Regions from separate parts of the Triticum aestivum genome. Here region 2 is linked to region 1. A link is a contact called in public Hi-C data. All regions are on one chromosome and are shown on one strand. Each heading gives the region's core, a stretch centred on a gene start, on an enhancer-like site or on the middle of the called end of the contact. The rest is flanking DNA. Distances are from core to core; before and after follow the strand shown.

Region 1 (4,632 bases), core at 952-3,451:
GTCATAGGTTGTCCAAGCATTTTATCATGTAACCTTGTAACGGTAGGGAGAGGAAAAGCTGGAGAGGACTCGTGGGAGGGAGAGGAGAAGCTGGCAGAGACTCAAACAGAAGCATAGCTGCTGCTGGCACATACAGCAGAACAGAGCAGCGAGCAGGAGCTGAAGAAGAGGGAGGGTAGGGAGAGGAAAAGCTGGGGAAGACTCGTGGGAGGGAGAGGAGAAGCTGGCAGAGACCCAAAAAGAAGAAGCATAGCTGCTGCTGGCAATGCCGCACCAACGCAGACCTGGAAGCAGCAAAGCTCTGCAATACGGGGATGGCACATGGAGGCGGCGCTCCAAGCCAGAACCAGATTTTTTTTTTCTGCTCCACTCTCACCTTGTTCTGTCCCTCTCTCCTCGCCCGCTTTTCCTTCCCACCCCGTTCTACATAGTTCAAGGAAGAAGGGCCAAGATTTTCTGCCCCACTGCTTTTCCTTTCCACGCCCCTGCTTTCCCCCTCCCACTCCTGCTTCTCCTTCCCGTGTGTGCCTGCTCAGAAAGCATATGGCATCGAAAATCGGCTTAAGGAGCCGCCCGCCTTGTCAATTGGACGCCATGGCCCTATGGTGGACGCACAGGCAACTTCTATTGTGAGGGTCAATGTGCTTGGTCTGGAGAGTTGCCACAGTTGTATTATTGACGTTATGGCAGTGGCACATCAACAGAAAACTTTGGGCACATTTTGATTCAATTGAGATGGTGGCAGAAGCATGATCAATCATCGTTCATTGCTTGAGTGAAAAATACTCCCTCCGTCCGCGAATAAGTGTACATCTACCTTTTGTCCTATGTCAAAGTTTTCAAATTTTGACCAACTTTATAGAAAAGAGTAGTATATGACATCAAATTGGTATATTATGAAAGTACATTTCAAAACGGATCTAGTGATACTAATTTAGTGCCATAAATGCTGCTGCTTTTCCCTATAAAGTTGGTCAAAAATTTAAAACTCTGACTTAGGACAAAAGCTAGAAGTACACTTATTCATGGACGGAGGGAGTAGGTTGCAAGATAAATGCAGTACCTACAACTATCCAACAATTACATTTTAATTCACAATTTCAGCAATCAGATAAGGAGGTGCACATGTTATCCTACTTGTGAGGCATATGTAGATCTCACGCCCAACAGGGTGATCTCTTCACATAGCCAAAAATGAATTTAGGTAGGGAAAATTCTCACCAAGACCAAGACCACGGTAGGGCGCCAATACACCCAGAGTCATGATATAAACACGGACGACCCCTCCTTCCTTCTTCTCCAGGCGACAAGCGATTGCTCCAACACATATATCACTATAGTAAGCTACAAACACAGAAAGGAAAAATGAACAGTCAGACAATAGCACCAGCAGCAACATGTTTTCTCATAGATGAAATCAGCCAAACCCAGCAGACGAATCAATATAACAGTGTATCCGGGAAACATCCCCAGCACAATAACCTACCCACGCCCTCCAAGATCTTCTATGGTCAAAGAAATTATTTTTGCAGATCAAATCCACATTCGCATTTGCACGTCCCCATTCCAAAATCTAAATTCCTAATGGCGGTTTCTTCCCCAATCTGGTAGCAAGTTGTAAATTGTTTTCTGCCTTCTGTCTGCAGATCCGAGAACTGAGATAGATACAACCCCAATCCCAATCCCAATCCCAATACAATGGAAGACCGGGTGAGGTATGGAACCGGTCCCGGCGGCGCGAGGTAAGGATTAGAACAAGATTGGAAAAGACTGATGGGAGCGCGCTCACCGAGCTTGGAGAAGTCCTTGGAGGCGATGGCGTCCTGGTAGTATTTGTCGTTGTAGCGGACGGGGAAGAGCGCCATGTTGAGCTTCTTGAGCTGCATCACGTTCTTGTCCCGCAGGCCGTCCAGGGACGTCCGGGCGACGCCGCTGCTCTTCTCCTTGCTCCCAGCTGCCTCTCCTTCCCCAGCGCCCATCCTCCAAGCCCTATTGCCCTCGCCCTCGCTCTCTTCGTCGCCTCTCTCGAGACTCGAAAGTTTGCGTGCGATGCGACCACGGCGGCGGGTGCGACTCGCGACCAAAACCCTTCCGCTCTTTAGCTGTTTTCGCTACTTCTTCCCGTTCTCGCTGACCCGTCGGGCCTACGGCGTTCTCACCGACCGCGGGTGGGTGGTGGGCTAGAACTAGAAGCCAGGCCTTTCGCTTGCGTGCTCTTGCAAGTTGGTATATCCGACGCTGACTCGCAAACTGAACACATTGGGCGTGTTTGGTTCCCGTCAGCTACAGTACCTGCATTCCATACACTTCTTCATTCAGTCTGGCTTTCGAAAAACAGCCTCATATGCGACATCTGCAACTTGTTTGGTTGTCTGCATATGGATTGCCTGCATCAGTGGATCAACTTTGACATGTTGTTTGGTTGTCTACATTGTCTCGGCGCATACAACTACACGCTGTTTGGTTGCTTGCATGGGGTATGATTAAGAGCTAGCACTTGCACTTAGCACACAGGGTTAAGAGCTAGCAGAGGAAGGGGGAGAAGAAATGCAGGTGCGCCCGACCATGACGACTGCGGTGGATAGTGGACGTGGTGTCGTGTCCGACATGACGAGCATGGAGTCGTGGACGAGCGACCCCATCGGCGGCACGGCGAGCGACACCGTCGGCGAACTAGTTGCGGTGCTCGCGCAAAGACAGTCGACAAAGGAGGAGAATGCAGTGCCCGCGCCATGGTATCGTCAGTGCAGTGGACGAGAGAGGAGGTCGGGATGATCGACACCGGAAATGACTCGAGTGTAGTAGGGCGAGAGAGAGGAGGCCAAGATGATCGACCCCTTCGGTGGCGCGGCGAACTGCAGTGTGCACGGATGCAGAGGACACAAGAAGCAGTGTGCGCGCCATTGCAGCGTTAGTGCTGTAGGAGGACGACAGAGAGTAGGCCAAGATGAGCGACGCCGGAAACGACTCTAGTGTAGTAGGACGTGGGCAAGAAGATCAAGGGGAAGGGCTTCGGCGTCGAGAGGGACGAATAGGAGGGCTCTGAGCAGAGGTTAGAGGAGCTCGACATGGCGGCATTAGTGCAGTAGACTGCTGCTCAAAAAGAGATGAAGCTACGATAGTCGAAACCAAAAACTTACAACACGAATGTTGTGAGGAACCGCAAGATTAGGCAGCTGGTCAAAGGAAATTTCAAATGATCGATCGTGCGCGACGAATCTGACAAAATTCGTCCAGAATAACTCCAAATGGGAAGACGAGATTAAGAACTTATGGCCGACGAAACTACGAACCGATCGCCTGAATGGAACCATAGCATCAGGTGTATCTTTTTCGTGTAGAGCTTACCCCAAATCGAAGCACCGTTGTGTAGATCAGAGGAAGGAGATTAGATAGGAGCTTACTGAAGGTTGAAGAAGAACTCAGGTAATCACCTCGCATCCCTCCCGTCTCCACTCGTGCAAGGGCTCGCTGGCTTGCGCTCGCCTCGGCCTGGCTCGCAAGAAACTGCCGATTCCTGCGTTTCCAGCGAGCCAGCCTCTGGACTGCTTTAAAAAGCGTGGGATGCAGCCCCAATAGTGAAACCAGGCAACCAAACAGGCCTCTTGCTTCCCGCGCGGGCCTGGTTGGGCTCGATGCGGGCAACCAAACACACCAATTAGTCATCCGTGAATTGGATATCAAGTTCACAGACACAATAAAAAGGAAGATTATCCAAAACTAACCGCATATATTTCAAGCCAGGTATCAACAAATCGGATAAATTACACGTAAATCGGACGATCTTCATACAAAACGGAGCACATTCATTACATTTCGAACAGTTTTCATTAAAAGGGGGACAGATCCAAACCTAGCCTACATCAGTGCCCGTCATCCAAGTCCTTAGTGTTCCCTTCCGATGACCGCGTCCTCCATCTGCCGTCTCCATGAGCGGCGGGGATAAGACCCGCGAAGTGGTGCGGTCCTCGGCAAGAAAGAGTAGAACATGGGAGACAGACCGACCCACTTGGGACTCGAGCCCCCGCCATCTTCCATGCCTTACTCATCCTTGTCGAAAGTGGAGGGTCTGCCATGTTCGTCATCCCACCGGCACGGCCAAACAGCGTTTGGTGGCGCGTAGGGCGTGCGACTGGCGACGTTCTTGTTTGCGATTGCCTGCGCAGACAGCGCCGCCTCCGCGTCCGATTGTGCCGCATGTATGTTGCGAGCGGCGGCTTGAGTGCGGGCAGTCTCGTACAGTGCCTGCTGCTCGGCAATGAAGTTGGGATTCACTATGGCCATGGCTGGCACAGCTTCCTCGCTCGCGTGCTCGCCGTAGATTTGACCCTCCGCCAGCTGGTCCTGCTCGAGGAGAAACATGTTGTAGCGTCATTCCTCCTGCACCTGCCAGAACAACGACATAGGCGCAGGTGCCAGGTGCTCCTCGACCTTGGCAACGTTGAAGTGCGCTTGTCTCTGCTCCATCATTGAGCCGGCATGCACCAATGCGGACTCCAGCGCGGAGTCGTCGTCGGAGCCAGCCCCATTATGGGCTCGTCGTCGGAGACCTCCGAAGAGTTGGCCGATATGTCGGCCTCTATCGCTTGGCACGAGGCTCTGCCAAACGGTCACAAGGGTGGCCACCTCATG
Region 2 (4,632 bases), core at 1,533-4,032, 150 kb after region 1:
CTCGCATAGACTCTGGATCATGCATTCGGGATGTTGGCACACTTTCAAGCTTTGTTTGGAGGATGATCGCCACGATTACACCATAAATTGCAACGGCCTCACAGAAGATGACACTGTAAAGCAAATGGGATGCATATGTATCAGAAGTTAAAAGGAATATCCATGATATGCCAATCAGAAGAGAATTAACGTTATATAAATTTCCAATATAAAGCTAGATGGAGGCATTAGCCAACCATTTTTGCTAAAATTCCCATGTGGTTTTGGTTGCTTGCCTCGAAAGAAGCATAATAAATAAGCAGATGCAAGCATAAACCCATCAGATGTTTTCACAAGATCCAAAGGCTGTCAGAAGCATCCTTGACAGCAGACATGGAACTTATTTGAGGGGCTCATGTTAACTATAGAGGTCTAGCCAATTTTTCTGTGCTTGTTTATTAACAAATCCCAAGAACTAGTAATCCATGCGTACATTGGCTCAGCCCAAATAACCATGGTGAGTTGAAATGAGCAAACTGACTAAAAGGTTATAGCTAAAAACAAATGTTTTCACAAGATCCAAATGTTGTGAATGCTGCAGAAGGATGGGTATATCGATGAAGATGTGAGCCATCAAATCAAAGTTGGATGTATGAAGTGACGCCAAGCTTCTGGCATACTTTGTGACAAGAGTGTGCCACAAAAGCTAAAAGGCAGGTTCTATAGGATGGCGATTCGACCTGCGCTGTTGTATGCGCAAAAAGGCCAACAAAAAGGTGAGATGTCCAACAGTTGTGTAGCAGAGATGCACATGTTGAGATGGATATGTGGCCACACAAGAAAGGATCAGGTCCGGAATGATGATATACGGTTGGGGTAGCACCGACTGAAGAGAAGCTTGTCCAGCATGCCTGAGATGGTTTGGGCATATAGCACGCAGGCCTCCAGAAGTGCCAGTGCATAGAAGGCTGTTAAAGCATGCTGATAATGTCAAGAAAGGTCGTGGTAGACCAAACTTGACATGGAAGTCCGGAAGGAGAGATCTTAAGAACTGGAATATCACCAAAGAACTAACCATGGACAGGGTTGCGTGGAAGTTAGCTATCCACCTGCCAATACCATGACTTGGTTTCGAGATCTTATGGGTTTCAACTCTAGCCTACCCCAACTTGTTTGGGACTGAAAGGCTTTGTTATTGGCCAACAAAATGGCAGTCTAGCTCCCAGGTTTCTATCAGACTAATGTTTCTCCAGTACATCATATGCACTAACATGCTTCTTCCTCTACGGGCATAGAGGATGTTTGTGCTACATCCAATTGTAGATGTAAAGCCAAAACCGTGAAACACTCTATTTTTCATCTGTTATGCTGTTACAATTCTAACGAACATGCCCTCCAACAAAACAAGAGAACAATAAAAGCCACAAACACAGGTTCAATGACGAATAAAATAATAAAGATCAACTAAGGAACTAGACCAGATCCCACACGACCACTGTAAGAACTTGATGGCCCTAACATAACAGAGGAACCGCAAAACAAAGAAAAGAAAATGAGCCTCCTGCTTTGATTTTCTATCTATCATTGTCACGACTTACATAACAGCTAACTTAGTTTATTAAAACGAGACTAATCAAGTGGGAAACATGAGGATTCAGGATCGGTGACTGACACAACAATGGACATAAGGATCTATATCATAACCACGAAAGTTTGTTCACATGCTAAGTGTCAAGGAGCAAGGAGAAGTGAAGCAGATGAGCACACGTGTACACATACAAACTATACCATAATAAAGGCAAAATGAGTCGCGGGGGGGGGGGGGGGGGGGGGGGGGCACAACAAATAATGGCACGGTCTCCCTAAAATGTAAAACATATAAATTTCAGCTAGGCAATAACAATTGCTTGTTGTTGGCATTTGTTAGGATATCATCAGTGTACTTACCCATGGATAGTTTGCAATGAGATAATGTCCGATTCTTCCTACCAAGAGATGTAAGTCAACTCATCGTATTCTTCCTACCAAGAGATGTAAGTCAACTCATCGTATTAACACCTTAAAGCAATCCACCATGGAAGGAATATTGGCCCCTCCAAGCTAATTGAATAAATTACCACCAGAAGCAAGGTAGTTTGCTCTACACAAACATCCGCCGGTTAATTTCATGTAACACAATGCTAACTAACAGAAGAACCCCTCCTGGACGCAACCAGGCATCATCAAGTTCAAGGTAGAACAAAATCAGGAGCTCACAGTGCACCAAGCAAGGCCAAATCTAGCTACCGCAGTGCAGAGGAGACGGCGTCGAGCCAAATCAGGCCCACCAGGTTAGCAAGGCTCTAGAGATTCCTCACCTGATGAGGTTCTTGGAGGTGATCCTGGGCGCCTTGATGGCGGCCCCGATGAGGCTGCTCCCCGTGATGAAGATCCCCCTGCCAACAGCAAAACCGCAGCGGGGCAGTATGAGCAGATGCGCGCAGCAGATCCAGCGAGGCTATGCTGGGAAGGGGGGAGATTAGGTCTCACCATGCTGCGCCGAGGACAGAGACACCGATGGAGACGGCGATGCCGATGGCGGAGAAGGTGTAGGGCGAGATATGCACGAGCGCGCGCGCCCACGACGACGAGTAGTCCGACGACATCCTCCCACCACGATCTTCACCGGTGCGCGCTCGTTGCTGGATCGGGGATCTTTTTTTTTTCTCGCGATGGTTTGGATCGGTGACTGGGAAAGGAGAGAGAGTAGAGGCGCGATGGAGGAGAAGATGTGTGCGTGGTCTGCACGGGGACCAACCAGCCTTGGTGGGACCCGATGGTATGCGCTCCGTCCGATCTGATTATGCACGGCGCAGAGGAGATCGTGTTTTCTTTATTTTTTTGCGGGAGAGGAGATCGTGTCTGTCGTCGTCACGTGCCACGGTGCCAGTCTTGAGACGTAGCGGGAGCAACCCGAAAAGGCCCAGACCTCCCAACTGGGCCAAGCTTACAAAATTGGTTCATTGCTACAAAATTGGTTCATTGCTTTTTCTTAGGGGTGATCGTAGCAATGAACCAATTTTCTTGCCTCAAAAAAAGAAAGAAGCAATGAACCAATCTCTCCTAAAAAAAGCAATAAACAAGGGCACAATGCTACGCGTCCGCCGGATGATAACTCAACTAGATCAGCCGCCTCGGCAACCGTCAAATGTTGTCTGAAACAATCGTCTGATCTTCCGACCCAGCCAGTTGAGAACCTTTGCAACAGCTACCATATTGCACTTAGGGGCTTTGCAACAAAGACCTTGTTTCAAAGGTCCGCCGAGACAACAACTGGCCAAGAAAGGCCACCGCCCTGCCATGGCCCGAGCGTCTTGGGCATGGAGCGCCGTTGCTTGCCGGAGTTGCTACTCCTCCTCTACCTCAGTCCTGCAAGCAGACGCCAGCTCCACTCCAGCACGACCGTGACGACCTCCCACGTTGGGCGCTCCTTCAGTGTTTCCTGCAATTGGAGCTATGTTTCTGAAACATGCCTTGTGTTGCAATGTCCGAGCTCTCACTCTCTAACATCGGGGGCTCCTTCGGCGTTTCCTGTAACTCGAGCTATGTTTTCATCACCAAATCATTTTTTTATTACTGATCTAGTCCTCTATTGCAAAAATCAACTGAAACAAGACCCTTGTCGTAGGAAAAAAGGACAGGATGTGAGGGGCTTGTATGAGCGGTCAATCAAGATTGATCCGACGGCTACGCAAGCGATGAACGTTGAGTATGCATGAGCCAGCTGAAGGGTAGTGTATTCCATAAACCAAGGGTGCTGCTACGCGTTGGTGGCGGGTCTTTTAAAAAGAACGGTCGCCTTGCGAGCCGTCAGATCTAGATGATTGAGCGGTCGAGCTTCACCACCTACCATTGCAACACATGTCATGTTGCAGAAACAGAAAAATTTGCAACACAGGTTAAGTTGCGGATTATTTTTACAACAACGGTATTTTTATAGTTCTTTTTTGCAACAAAGATCTTGTTGCAATTTATTTATTTTTGCAACAAAGGTCTCGTTGGATTTTTTTTCATAGGTCTTGTTATAGTTGTTCTGCAACAGAGACCTTGTTGTAGAAACCACTCTAGCGAGCAGCAACACGTTTGCGCCCGACATGGAAACTCACGGTGGACGTGGACAGCGAGCAACAACATGTTGTCACCGGACAGGGAGCAGCAACACGTCGGTGCTGGGCGCGGAAACTCACGGTGGACGCGGATGTCGGTGCTCCCTCGGGACAGCGGATGCAACTTGAGCTCGGGCGCACCGCGATGGCCGACGTTCATAGTGAAGGCGGCGGCAACGGCCACACCCATACCGACAACCTCGTCGGCATGCTACTAGCGGCGAGCGTTAATGGCGGTGGTTGATGTTTACTACGCAACTTTGTTCTTGTAGACTCGTGTTGGGCCTTCAAGTGTAGAGTTTTGTAGGACGGTAGCAAATTTCCATCAAGTGGATGACCTAACGTTTATCAATCTGTAGGAGGCGTATGATGAAGATGGTCTCTCTCAAACAACCCTGCAACGAAATAACAAAGAGTCTCTTGTGTCCCCACACCAGATACGATGTTAAATTGTATAGGTGCACTAGTTCGGGGAAGAGATGGTGATACAAGTGTACTAATGATAGTA

Evidence for each region. Hi-C and Micro-C count contacts between places; a contact is called where the count stands out from the background.
Region 2: a contact with region 1 is called in a Hi-C map of leaf, with 5 times the contacts expected there. The contact joins the promoter of LOC123070097 here to the promoter of LOC123070096 in region 1. A contact is called at or near these places in 3 of 5 Hi-C or Micro-C datasets (all in leaf).

The regions. Positions count from the first base shown.
Region 1 is chr3B:407,886,447-407,891,078 of IWGSC CS RefSeq v2.1, forward strand. It overlaps LOC123070096 (N-alpha-acetyltransferase 50), which reads right to left and starts at 2,202. Exons shown (of 3, transcript XM_044493119.1): 1 at 1,790-2,202; 2 at 1,222-1,344. The coding sequence starts at 1,979.
Region 2 is chr3B:408,035,009-408,039,640 of IWGSC CS RefSeq v2.1, forward strand. It overlaps LOC123070097 (V-type proton ATPase subunit c''2), which reads right to left and starts at 2,783. Exons shown (of 4, transcript XM_044493120.1): 1 at 2,509-2,783; 2 at 2,337-2,414; 3 at 1-113. The coding sequence starts at 2,624.